Linked DNA regions of Danio rerio: region 1 is linked to region 2. Evidence: chromatin contacts called from public Hi-C data. All regions are on one chromosome and are shown on one strand. Each heading gives the region's core, a stretch centred on a gene start, on an enhancer-like site or on the middle of the called end of the contact. The rest is flanking DNA. Distances are from core to core; before and after follow the strand shown. Region 1 holds the start of iqgap1 (IQ motif containing GTPase activating protein 1). Region 2 holds the start of crtc3 (CREB regulated transcription coactivator 3).

What was found. A called contact is a pair of places that touch in the nucleus more often than the background predicts.
Region 1: a Hi-C map of hematopoietic stem cells shows a contact between it and region 2, with 3 times the contacts expected there. The contact joins the promoter of iqgap1 here to the promoter of crtc3 in region 2. A contact is called at or near these places in 2 of 18 Hi-C or Micro-C datasets (hematopoietic stem cells and an unstated tissue).

What each region holds. Positions count from the first base shown.
Region 1 is chr7:52,602,558-52,608,339 of GRCz12tu, reverse strand. It overlaps iqgap1 (IQ motif containing GTPase activating protein 1), which reads left to right and starts at 1,384. Exons shown (of 37, transcript NM_001308966.1): 1 at 1,384-1,429. The coding sequence starts at 1,384.
Region 2 is chr7:52,471,792-52,477,799 of GRCz12tu, reverse strand. It overlaps crtc3 (CREB regulated transcription coactivator 3), which reads left to right and starts at 2,660. Exons shown (of 15, transcript XM_073907312.1): 1 at 2,660-2,782; 2 at 3,823-4,051. The coding sequence starts at 3,920.

The DNA of each region.
Region 1 (5,782 bases), core at 135-2,634, 130 kb before region 2:
TAATATAATATAGAATAAGCTCCAATGTGTAAAACAATAGGCCTACATTAAAGCTAAATTAAACAAACCAGAAAGAAAGAAAGAAAGAAAGAAAGAAAGAAAGAAAGAAAGAAAGAAAGAAAGAAAGAAAGAAAGAAAGAAAGAAATAGGCTAGATCCTTGTCAGGCCTGTTTCCCAGAGTTTTGTGACTAGCCATTACCACATAGTTAGCCTAACCATGATATTTGTACACTAAATAATTATACGATCAATTAGTCATGACAGCTATGCTTTACTTCATTGTGACTTATTAAATTAAGGTAATCACGTTCCAACATAATTTTTATAAGTTACGCAAGCTGTTTTAAGTCTGTTTAATATAGTATGAGCTCCATTAATTCCTGAGGTTAATTTAATTTCAGCTTAAGGTAACCAGGAGTTTTTTACTGTGTAGTAAAACAAATACAAATTCATTCATTCATTTTCTTTTCATTCAGACTCCACACAGAAATGCCAACTGGCCCAGTCGGGGCTCAAACCAGCGACCTTCTTGCTGTGAGTGTGAGGCAATCGTACTACCCACTGTGCCACTGTGACACCAATAAATATAAATACCTTGTAAAATAATAATAGTAAAACCATGGTTCATTTTTATAAGGAATTTATATTCACGGGTAAAAATGACCAACACATCAGCATATGATTCCTGAAGGATCATGTGACAATAACATTTAAAAAATATGTTTACATAAAATATGTAAATAATTTTATTATTTTTATTGAAAATAAAATTCCAGAATATTTATGCTTTTATTTTATGTCTGATGTTTGATCAGGTGAATTCAGCCTGAGCAGAAAACACTATTTACATTTTAAATGAATCTTTTAGGCCTAATGAACAAATCTTACTAATTCCAAACTTTTGATCAGCAGTGGAAATTGTATTATACTGTTGTAATTTATATTTTGATTACATATGATGTAATTGATTTTTTTAAATCATTTATCAATTAATTTTCCTGAATTGATACCATCTGAAACAGTACGGTCCCTATATTTTGCAGTCTATGCGCGGTCCTTGTTAGTTTGCTGCGCCCCCTGCTGGAGACTCACTGCTATAGATTGCTGTGGCGGACTGTGACTTCAGAGGGCGCTGCAGTCACATATAAAAGGTTTGAAGCGCTGTTCTTCAAATGGGTGTTTCCTGAAACGCATACTTCAGGATTTAGGAAGGAACACGCCCATGACATCAGTGAGTTTTCAAGAAGAAGAAAAAAGTCTGAGAAGTGCAGAGAAGTAAGAAAGGGGGCCAGAGGTGCCTTCTCAAGGTCTAAATAAAAGCCCTAAAAAACTACATCGAGAACGCGTAAACGAAATTGGACTACTTAACTTTTCTCAGAAAACATGTCAACTTCAGACGAGACAGACGGTTTCCGACCTAGATATGGGTGTAAGTATTAATACGTTTTCTTCAGGCGTTTGTTTAACTCTCTGCTCGATGTGTTACAAGAAAACTTGACTTTTATTTTATGCAGGTTCTTTGGTTTAAGGAAGCTGCCTTTCACTTGATTTCTGATGTTTTAATACAGCTGCTCTTTTTTTTAATGCTCAAGTTTGCATCGGCATGGTTTACAACTTCCGCATTAAAATACTGTATGGAGCAGGATCACCTGGACAACATTTCTGAACACCCCAACATGCTGTTTATACTGTACTTCTATAAAGCATCGAGATCCTCACACTTGATCTCCTGAAGCATTAAAAGCTACAGATCAAGATGAGCGTTAAATTGAGCATCAAACAACTGTATGATATCTGCAATTTAGACAAGGCTGCTTGGAAAAAAAGGTTATGTAAAGCGGTCAGTGGTTTGAATTTAACACATAGTGAAGCCCTGTTTCACCTTTGAGTGTTGTCTCTTTTTTTAAAAGAAATAAACCAATGACTAAAAACGCTTCAGTGAAGGGTGAACGTCACGCTGGAAAAAAGGCGTCTTTGTATCGCGCGCTGCTATTTATTTTTCCCCCCGGCCTGGGTGAAGCCCCCATTACCAAACTGGCTAAATTTAGAGCTACTTTTCTTCCGTCGATGCAGATCTCTGTTTCTTCTACTAAAACAGTGTGATCTTTCACTAGCTGACAGCTGCTGCACCTTTCAATATGCAGGTTTCAAATATAACCCACACCTCTCAGGTGAAGTGTGATTCATGTCAGTTTAAAGTGAATCTTTTGAATCGGTTCACATTTTTTATTATTACGTATATTTTTTTATTGAAGCATATAACTGACATACAGAGTTACACGATGACATGAAAGTCATAGCATGTGATGCAGAAAAAAAGATCCTGATAAAAATGCTCATTTTAGAATAACATTTCAGGTGGCATTTAGAGGTTTTTGCTTCTGAACTCTTCATACACACACACACACACACACACACACACACACACACACACAGGGATCCATAATATTTAAACTATTAGATTGTACGAATTATTTTGTTCATTATTAGTGATGCTTTTAAAGCCTTCTTGTAATTGAAGTTAAAGAATTGAGAAATATTTTTAAATCTTTACCGTAAAAATAAAGGAGGCATTACTTTTGCCTTGTGTATGTGAAACTTTCTCAGAAAAATGACCAACTTCAAAGCATTATCGAGTGTATCATAGCCAGTTTTACAATTCAAAAAAAGAATCATGCATTCATCTAAGTATCAATTAACTACCGGTTTAGAGTCTTGATTAATTCGACCAGTTGGTCTATTCGATTCACTCATAGCATTTGATTGAAAAGGAAATCATTTACATCACATTATTTCAATAAAAAGATGTACATTTTCAGAAAATGCGTAGGGGTGGCGCAGTAGGTAGTGCTGTCGCCTCACAGCAAGAAGGTCGCTGGTTCGAGCCTCGGCTGGGTCAGTTGGCGTTTCTGTGTGCAGTTTGCATGTTCTCCATGTGTTCGCGTGGGTTTCCTCCAGGTGCTCCGGTTTCCCCCACAGTCCAAAGACATGCGGTACAGGTGAATTGGGTAGGTTAAATTGTTTGTAGTGTGTGGGTGTGAATGGGTGTATATGGATGTTTCCCAGAGATGGGTTGCGGCTGGAATGGCATCCGCTGCGTAAAACGCGTGCTGGATAAGTTGGCGGTTCATTCTGCTGTGGCGACCTCGGATTTAAGGGACTAAGGGATAAAGGGACTAAGCTGAAAAGAAAAAGTGTAGGTTAAAAGTGGACAAATCTGCCAGCAGTTTTGTATTGTTACAGTTAAACAGATGTAAATGAAAACTATTTGTTTTCTCTGTTTTACACAGGGACACGCCTATTTATATTTCAGTAAAAATTTACCAGATTATTTAAACGCAGATGTTTGACCTCTCTGGAGCTTTGGTGAAAATTACAGATTGAATTTACCCATTTTTGTGTTTTCCCACTTGTGGACAGTTACATTAAGCCTGATGCATTATGGATGATGAAGTTTTAAATAGGAAAGCATGACCCATTTTCTCTAGTCATGTAGCATCATTTTTTAAAAACTACTTTCTCCTGCAAAGGTTTGCATGTTATTCTAAAAGCCAATATTTTAATCTGGATTACCTGTTAAAGGTATAGCTTATCCAAGAATGAAAATGCTCACTCTGAAGCCATTCTAGGTGATCTGTATAGCTTTGGTGTCTCAGACAGACACAAGCATATCCTGGCTTTGTAAAGGCAGTCAATGAGTACATATACATGGACTCCAATAATCTGATTTTAATATGATTAAGACGATATTCTGATTAACCGCGCATTCACATGGGACTTAAGCATCAACGCTTGACCGAGAGCGTGTCTGAAGTTGTGGCTGATGCGATTGTCAATGCAGCATCAGGCAATGAAACAAGTCCGCAATCCGCTACTGTCTGAGCTGGGGTATTCACATAAAGCGATCTGACGCTGATGCTTGCGTTCGTGCTTGAAAAGATGCGAATTTCCCAACTTCTGCAGTGAGCAACGCCGCTGAAGCGGTGCCAACGAATCCATAATGCAGTTCAGCAAAGCCTGAAGTCACCCATTCAAAGTGAATAGGAAGCGTTGACGCCTTGCGTGAATAGGGCGTAAGAGTCACATCGATTTTTGATTAATTTAATTCAATTAAGGTCATAATCAAACCAAACAGAAATCGGATTAAGACATATGGAGTATGCCGATTTTAGTGTCATTACTAAAGTTTAGTACAGACATGTAAACACCGCAATCAAACTATTACAGTTGTGTAGGACTTTTCGCTGCCTTTTGTGACAGGATAATCTTTACACCCACAGCTGTTTGACACTATTCTCTGCACCTACCGAGTCAGTGAAAGACCATGACTCGGCAACACACCAAAGTCATGTGGCAAAATGTGGAGTTTTTTTGATCAAATTCTATTAAAACAACACTCTTCCTGCAGTTCATCCTCTCATCCAATATCTCGTTTGTCACGGTGGCATGCATGAAATGATCCTGAATGAAAATGAAAGTGCCAAACTGCAGTTAGAGTTGACAAATAAAAAATGAAACACCCGAAATTAGATGGTGACGCAATTAAATTATTGGAATTTTGTGCTATAAAACATGTAAAACAGTATGAGGAAAGGAACATTCAAAAAGCAACTCATGTAAACACCTTCATCATATATTAATCTTATTCAGATTAATGCAAATAATTAGATTACTGATGTCCATGTAAACGTAGTCAATGGTGCCCAAGGTTTTAAAGTACAAAAATGCCAATCCATCCATCATAAAACTAATTTAAAAGACTATTATGAAGGCCTTCTGATATAAGCAGCAGGGTTTGCGATAAGTTATGTCATTTATTAGAGCTATTTGGATAACTTTAAATGGATGGATGTGCCGTTTAGACCTTAAAAACCATGGCTCTATCCTCTGCCTTTACAAAGCTGGGAGAAGACAGGAAATTGCTTAATATCACTCTGACTGCATTTGCTTGAAAGAAAACAGTAAATAATTGCATAATATATTTTAAGGTGAACTAATCCTTAAAGTTAAACAACAAATACCTCAAAATATGGCTTATTTTAGAGCAGTTTGTTCCAACTAGTAATGCTCTTCTTTTTCACTGCTGGCTCTCATTGCTTTGTGCTGTAAAGCCTGGTTTATACTCGACGTGACCGCTTGAGTGCGCGCAGCGAATGTGACATCATTGTTGAGTTTGCGGATGTTCGCTTTGGGTGCACGCGACATGATTTCGGCTGGGGAGCGCATGGCATTTTTTAAAAACTCGAGCGAACAGTGCGTTTAATTTGAGTTGCATATGAAACACTTTGAAGAGATTTTGTCTGAAACAGAACAACTGTACGGACATCTTTATGATCTCTGATCATAGAGATAACGAGATGACCAATAATTCTTGGCTAAAAATAGCAACAGTCATAGGAAAGGAGAAAGTTTTTGTTAAAAGGTAAAGAGGGATAAGTTTTTATAAAAACTAAAGAGGCCATGGCAAAAGTGAGCCAGGTACACAATTACAGAAATATGTTTTTCCACCAGTCATAGATTTTTACACTGATGTATATATAGAAATGTGAATTTAATACAATTTAATAGCTACAAAATTATAACTAAGGAACAGATTATTGATTTGATAGTTGGAAAGGAATATTTGAACCTATCAATTTACAATATACTGGTGCCTGTTTCTCTAGGCTTTATTGGTGATAATGGACAGGAATGTTGGACCATTATTGCTGCTTTAGCATAATAGAGGACAGAAACTAGCCTGACAGTTTGTGTGAACTGTAGAGCGGGCTAAATCTAAAAA
Region 2 (6,008 bases), core at 1,411-3,910:
TATAGTTGGATACATTAAAATGAACAAGATTAAATCAGTAAATCTAGAAAATGGGTAATTCTTTAATTACGGGCACCTTTATGTCCTTTGATCTTATATCCAAAAATATCTATGATTTTGTTCAAATTCCTCTATCTTTGTCAAACTAACAATAAAACCTACTTTAAAAAATGTACTAGCTTTCTTTTATATATTTTTTCATATTACTCAACCACCTTTTAGGTGTCAAAATCACTGTTTTCACCTTGTTGCACACCCAGTTTTAAACTTCAACAATGAGTATAACATTTTAAAAGATTATTTATCTGGTATCTATTAATGTATCTTAATTAAGCACTGGTGAAATAAATAAATATTTTATAGTTATTAATGTGAGACTATTATCAATATTATTTTTGATACAAAATATAGCTGTCCCACAGTATCTGTGTCATTTCCACCACAACACTGTAATGTCGCTTTAAAAGTTTGTATGAAAGATTATTTAGGTGGGATTATTTAAGTGATATCTGAGAACATCTTGAAGATGGAGGGAACTTACATTTTTATTAACAACACTTAAAGAAAAATCAAGGTAAATATTGCTGGATAAGGAAATACATTTATTCTACCTCATTTTGAAACCTGTTGAACCTTCAAAGATGTATTTAAAAACCAAACAAAATGAAGGTAAATAAGAGTGTTTTGTATACATGACAGGCTAATATTAATTCAAAGCTAATCGGTGAAGCTATTTTTCATTTTTTTCCACAATAAACTGTTCATTCAAATGTTATTTCCATCACCACACACATTAAAAAAATATATTTTAAAAGTTCTCATCACACATTTAAAGTGTATTCACAATGTATAAGTTCATACTCTATTTAACATACAAATTCAGTTTATTTATTTTTGAATAAGCTCTTAACCAAATTAATTACATTTTTGAGTGTGACAGGTGTATAATTCAGCATACAACTAATTTATTTCATTGACAAATGTATATTCATTATATATATATATATATATATATATATATATATATATATATATATATATATATATATATATATATATATATATATATATATATATATATATTGCGGAAAGATTGGTTAAACTAGACACAAAAATGATCTTAGACAATGTTTGACTGCCATCATTTATTTTAGTTTGAAATAAGCTCTATATTGAGATGTGCTGGAATTGACATTTGTTCAGTTAAAAAAAATGGGAAAAAATGTTTCTCTATATCTAAGTTTGTCCTCTTACAGATCTTCAAACTAGACAAATTGTTTAAACTTTTAAGGCTATGTAATGCTAATTTTGAACAAGTTTTTTTTTTTTTTTTTTTTTTTTACTTAACTTTACAAGGCTAAAAGTGCCTGTAGAATTTTGGTTGAAGTTGAAGCTTTTTCAACAGAACTGTGTGTTGGTATAGTGTGTCCACATTCATACTGAAGTGATAGAAACTCAGCAAGTCTCTATTTTTTTTTTAATTTCCTGACCTTAAAGTAGGACCCAAATCCCTGTGATTTTTAGGCCCACCGCAACATGACCTTGAAGTGCAATTTTCCCGCCCACTGAATTGATTGACAGGCGCCATGTTTCTATAATAACAAGTACACACATGCACACAGAAGATTTAATTGCAAACAAACTGGGATTAAAATATTTTTTAAAACTCTGTGATTTTTTGTTAGTTTTATAGGTTTAAAACATTTTTAAAACAGAGCATGTTTGTAATAGACAGTAAAATTGCTATGTAATTCCTAACTACTATAATGACCACGGGCGCAAGGTATCAGTAAACGCTAATATATATGTGTGTGTGTATACTGCAAGCATCATTTGTGTGAGACTCATCATTTCAGAAAGGCTTGAATAAACTCCACCACAAATACATCAAATAAACTTACTTTTAAACGTATTTTTTACGAATGACCTGTATTTCAGCTTCATCCATGTCTGTCTCTGTCACTGACTGCTGTTTATCTGATGTAACGCATAATGAGAAGCAGACACACAGGTGGAAACGGTGGGCAGAGAGAAGCAGCTCATTTGCATTTAAAGCCACAGGCTACAAAAACAGCTTCAGTATACTCAGACATCAAAATGGGCAGATTCTGGATTATTCTATAATAAATAATCTGGTGGGTATTTTAAGATGCACATTTTAAGACAGACACATTCTGGAGACACCAAAGGCTTATCATACACCTTGTAAAAGGGGAAAAATAGGTGCCCTTTAAAATGAGGTTTTTATAAAAAAAAAAAAGGTTCTTTCATCCCTACTCATCCCTATTCTTTGTAAATAACTGTTAATGAAATCAAAGATGGCAAACCTGCTACTTCAGCCTTCTGCTGTCACTTGATCCTTCAGAAACCATTTAAAGAGGCTGATTACTACTCAAGAACAATCTTATTATTTACATTCACTATATATTTTTAACAACAGATAATGCTCCGAGTGTTTGATCCTTTAAGATTCCTCCTTTAAGATTTTCTGTTTTCTTCCCTACTATAAATACACTTTCTGACAGTGGCCTGCGTTATGTGTGCACGCATGATAAGTTACACATTCTCAGCGTAAATATGATGTGTGTGTCCCTTTAAGGGAACTCCACTGCCTCCTTGTGGACACAACTTATAAAACAAAAAATCGCTTTGCAGTTTTGGGGCAGGCTTGAGTATTTTCTCCTCGGCTTGTTTTCATTCGGAGTGAGGGATCGGAGTTGACAAAACAAATGTGCGGCGTGGAGTCACGAGCGGGAGCCTCGCAGTTCAGCTGGATGTACAGGTGATGGACACGGAGAAGAAGAGAGAAGAGCGCAGCACACGCGGACCACACGATCGCATTTCACCGCTGCACTTCGCGAATCAGTAACATCTAAACATTTAGGCAGACTCGTGTGTCAACAGCGGTCGATCAGTGGCCGCAGGACAGCCAGTGTCTGTTGCTCACTTTCAGCCGCTAACGTTACTTTGCTGCGAAGTTGCTGTCGCGCGTACCTGTTTAGACGAGTTTTGAATGCGTAATGAGGTTTACATCGGCGAGACCACTTGTTGAAATCTCACGAAACTAACTCAAGTGTTGTGGACAATCAGGATAACTGAATTAGCTTTATAAGTGATTCTTTAACAGGTCGCACGGGTGTTTGCTGTCATTTACAGTCGGTTTGAGAGAAATCGCTTGTATTGTTTTGATTATCATATTGCTCATTAGCTGGTTAGCTGTCACGGCTGACTTTACGCCGTACATTAGCAAGCAATATCAATCAATTACGCACATTCAGACAGTTAAATCACTAGCTGTCAACCTTAATTCATAAATAATGGTAGGCACTTAAATATTTATGCGGAATCATGAAAAATGCATAATTAAAATCGCTCTTGTTAGAATCCAAAGTATTTAGCCTGCTAGCTAGAGTCGCTACTGAACTTGTTTCGTAAATCCAAGTGAAACATTTCCAAGTAGAAGCTTTTCTGTTTGGTATCGTGCAGTATTTTATTTCTCATCCTGTTTCTTACGCGATACAAAGCAAGAACTACTTTTGTGATGCCAAGCGAAACTGATAATTTAGCGATGTCCAGTTTCCTGACAAACTTTTAGCAAATTCGGCTCATCGCCTGTATACAAATATTGACATTATTAAAATAAAAGGAATTCCCAGATACCATCGATAATTGGCGCTCAAGCGAAATTAACTCCATTAAGTTGTTAATAATACGCTTTCATCGCATTTTCCAGCTCATTAATGGTTGCAAAGCTCTTGTCATTAAAGCGACCTCGTCAAACATCATTAAAGAGACTGGACTGCACTCTTCCTCGCTTTTCAGACATGGAGGGACAACTTAAGCACGTTTAACTTCTATATCGAAGACATTCAACTGTCAGTTCTCTGCGAAGATTATCACGAAACTCTGCGGCCCGACCATGTCTGGATCCCCGGGCTCGAGTGGCTCCAACCCGCGGAAGTTCAGCGAGAAGATCGCGCTGCACAACCAGAAACAGGCGGAGGAGACGCGGGCCTTCGAGCAGCTCATGACAGACCTCACTGTCTCAAGGGTAAGCTCAGCCAAATTAGGAAATTACCTCGCTCCATCGATCTCATACATTAAATTCAGCTGTCTAAGTTTGTCCTGTGCGCAAATGCGTCAGTGAGAATGTGAAATGAACGTTCAATCGAGCTCGTGAGGAGGGATGTGGATGTCTGTAGCACCGCTGTCGCACTGCACGCATATTGATTCATATTGACATCATTAAAGGGCTGATGCATTTAATTTAGCTCATCATATTTGCTAGTCAACACTCGATCAGAGGTGAAGTTAGTTGTATTCTGCAAACGTATTTCTTTCTTGGTGTACAGATGATTTGATTGCAGAAGTCACCATGGCAACCATAGTTTCTACCCAAGATGCCACAGTTACTACAGTAAAACAGTGGTAACATCAGAGATGTTCTTACTACATTTAGGGGCTTTGATGATATTACATTAGACAGAATGGCTGCAAAATCAGCATTGGGCATTTGGTTAAATTCTAGTCTGTTAGATATTTCAAAATTTTGTTTAATTCACCCATTACCTCATTATGCAAAATAGTGTGCTTGAATAAATAAGCATCAGTTTTATTGCTTTGTTAATGTGGCTCTGATTCTCAGCAGGATTATTAAAGAAGGAAATTTATGTATACGCTTTTTGTAATGAATAATGTACATTCATTTGTAAATTAACCCAACATTAAGTCCTAAAGCAGAAAGGCGCTAAAATGATAAGGATTAGTTAGGTCAAAGATGCTCAAACTAGGACCTGAGGACCTTTGATTTGGCCCACCATTAACATGCCTTTAACAGAGAATTCTTTATATTTGTTTTATTGATCAACTAAAAAGTTGAAATGAAATCTTTGAATGAAATTTATTTGTAAATGAATCTGATTATGAATGTAAATACTGTTACTCAATGGACAGAAGACAATGCAGAAATGTCAACGAGTGGGAGCGAATTTAGGATGTTCATTTAAGAGGGGCTTAACTCCTTACAAGTAAAAAAAAAAAAAAAAATATATATATATATATATATATATATATATATATATACACACAGTTGAAGTCAGAATTATTAGCCCCCTAAATTAAATTAGACCGCTTGTTTATTTTTTTTCCTATTTCTGTTTAACCGAGAGAAGATTTTTTTTCAACACATTACTAAAGATAATAATTTTAATAACTCATTTCAAATAACCAATTTATTTTATCTTTACCTTGATGTCTGTAAATAATATTTGACTAGATATTTTTCAAGACACTTCTCTACAGCTTAAAGTGACATTTAAAGGCTTAACTAGATGAATTAAATTAAGTAGGCAGGTTAGGGTAATTAGGCAAGTTATTGTATAAAAGTGGTTTGTTCTTTAGATAATCGAGAAAAAATATAGCTTAAAGGGGCTAATAATTTTGTCCCTAAAATGGTTCATAAAAAATTCAAAATTGCATTTATTCTAGCCGAAATAAAACAAATAAGACTTTCTTCAGAAGAAAAAATATTATCAGACACACTGTGAAAATGTCCTTGCTCTGTTAAACATCATTTGAAAAATATTTTAAAAAGAAGAAAAAAAATCAAAGGGGGCTAATAATCCTGACTTCAACTGTATATATAAACCTAATATTACATTTATAAGTAGTAATTGAATAGTAATACACTTAAAAATGTGTTTAATATGGGTTGTATTCCACTTTATTACATAGACAGCCACAGTCATTTGAGTTCTGAATAAGCCAAATAGGCTCAACCCACCTGTTTACTATAGTAAAAAACACTTTCTATATTCAAGTGCATTTTTTATTTCCATTTATTAAATCAGTGACAGTTTAAACGAGTACATTCTCTAAGTGCTTCTGTCACTTGGTTTAATCCTTTCTGTGCAAGACTGTATGGTATAGTTAATGCCACACGAACTGTAAAGTGTTTAATATTGGTAGTTCATTTTGAAATAAAAATAGCGAATTTGTCATTAAGAGTT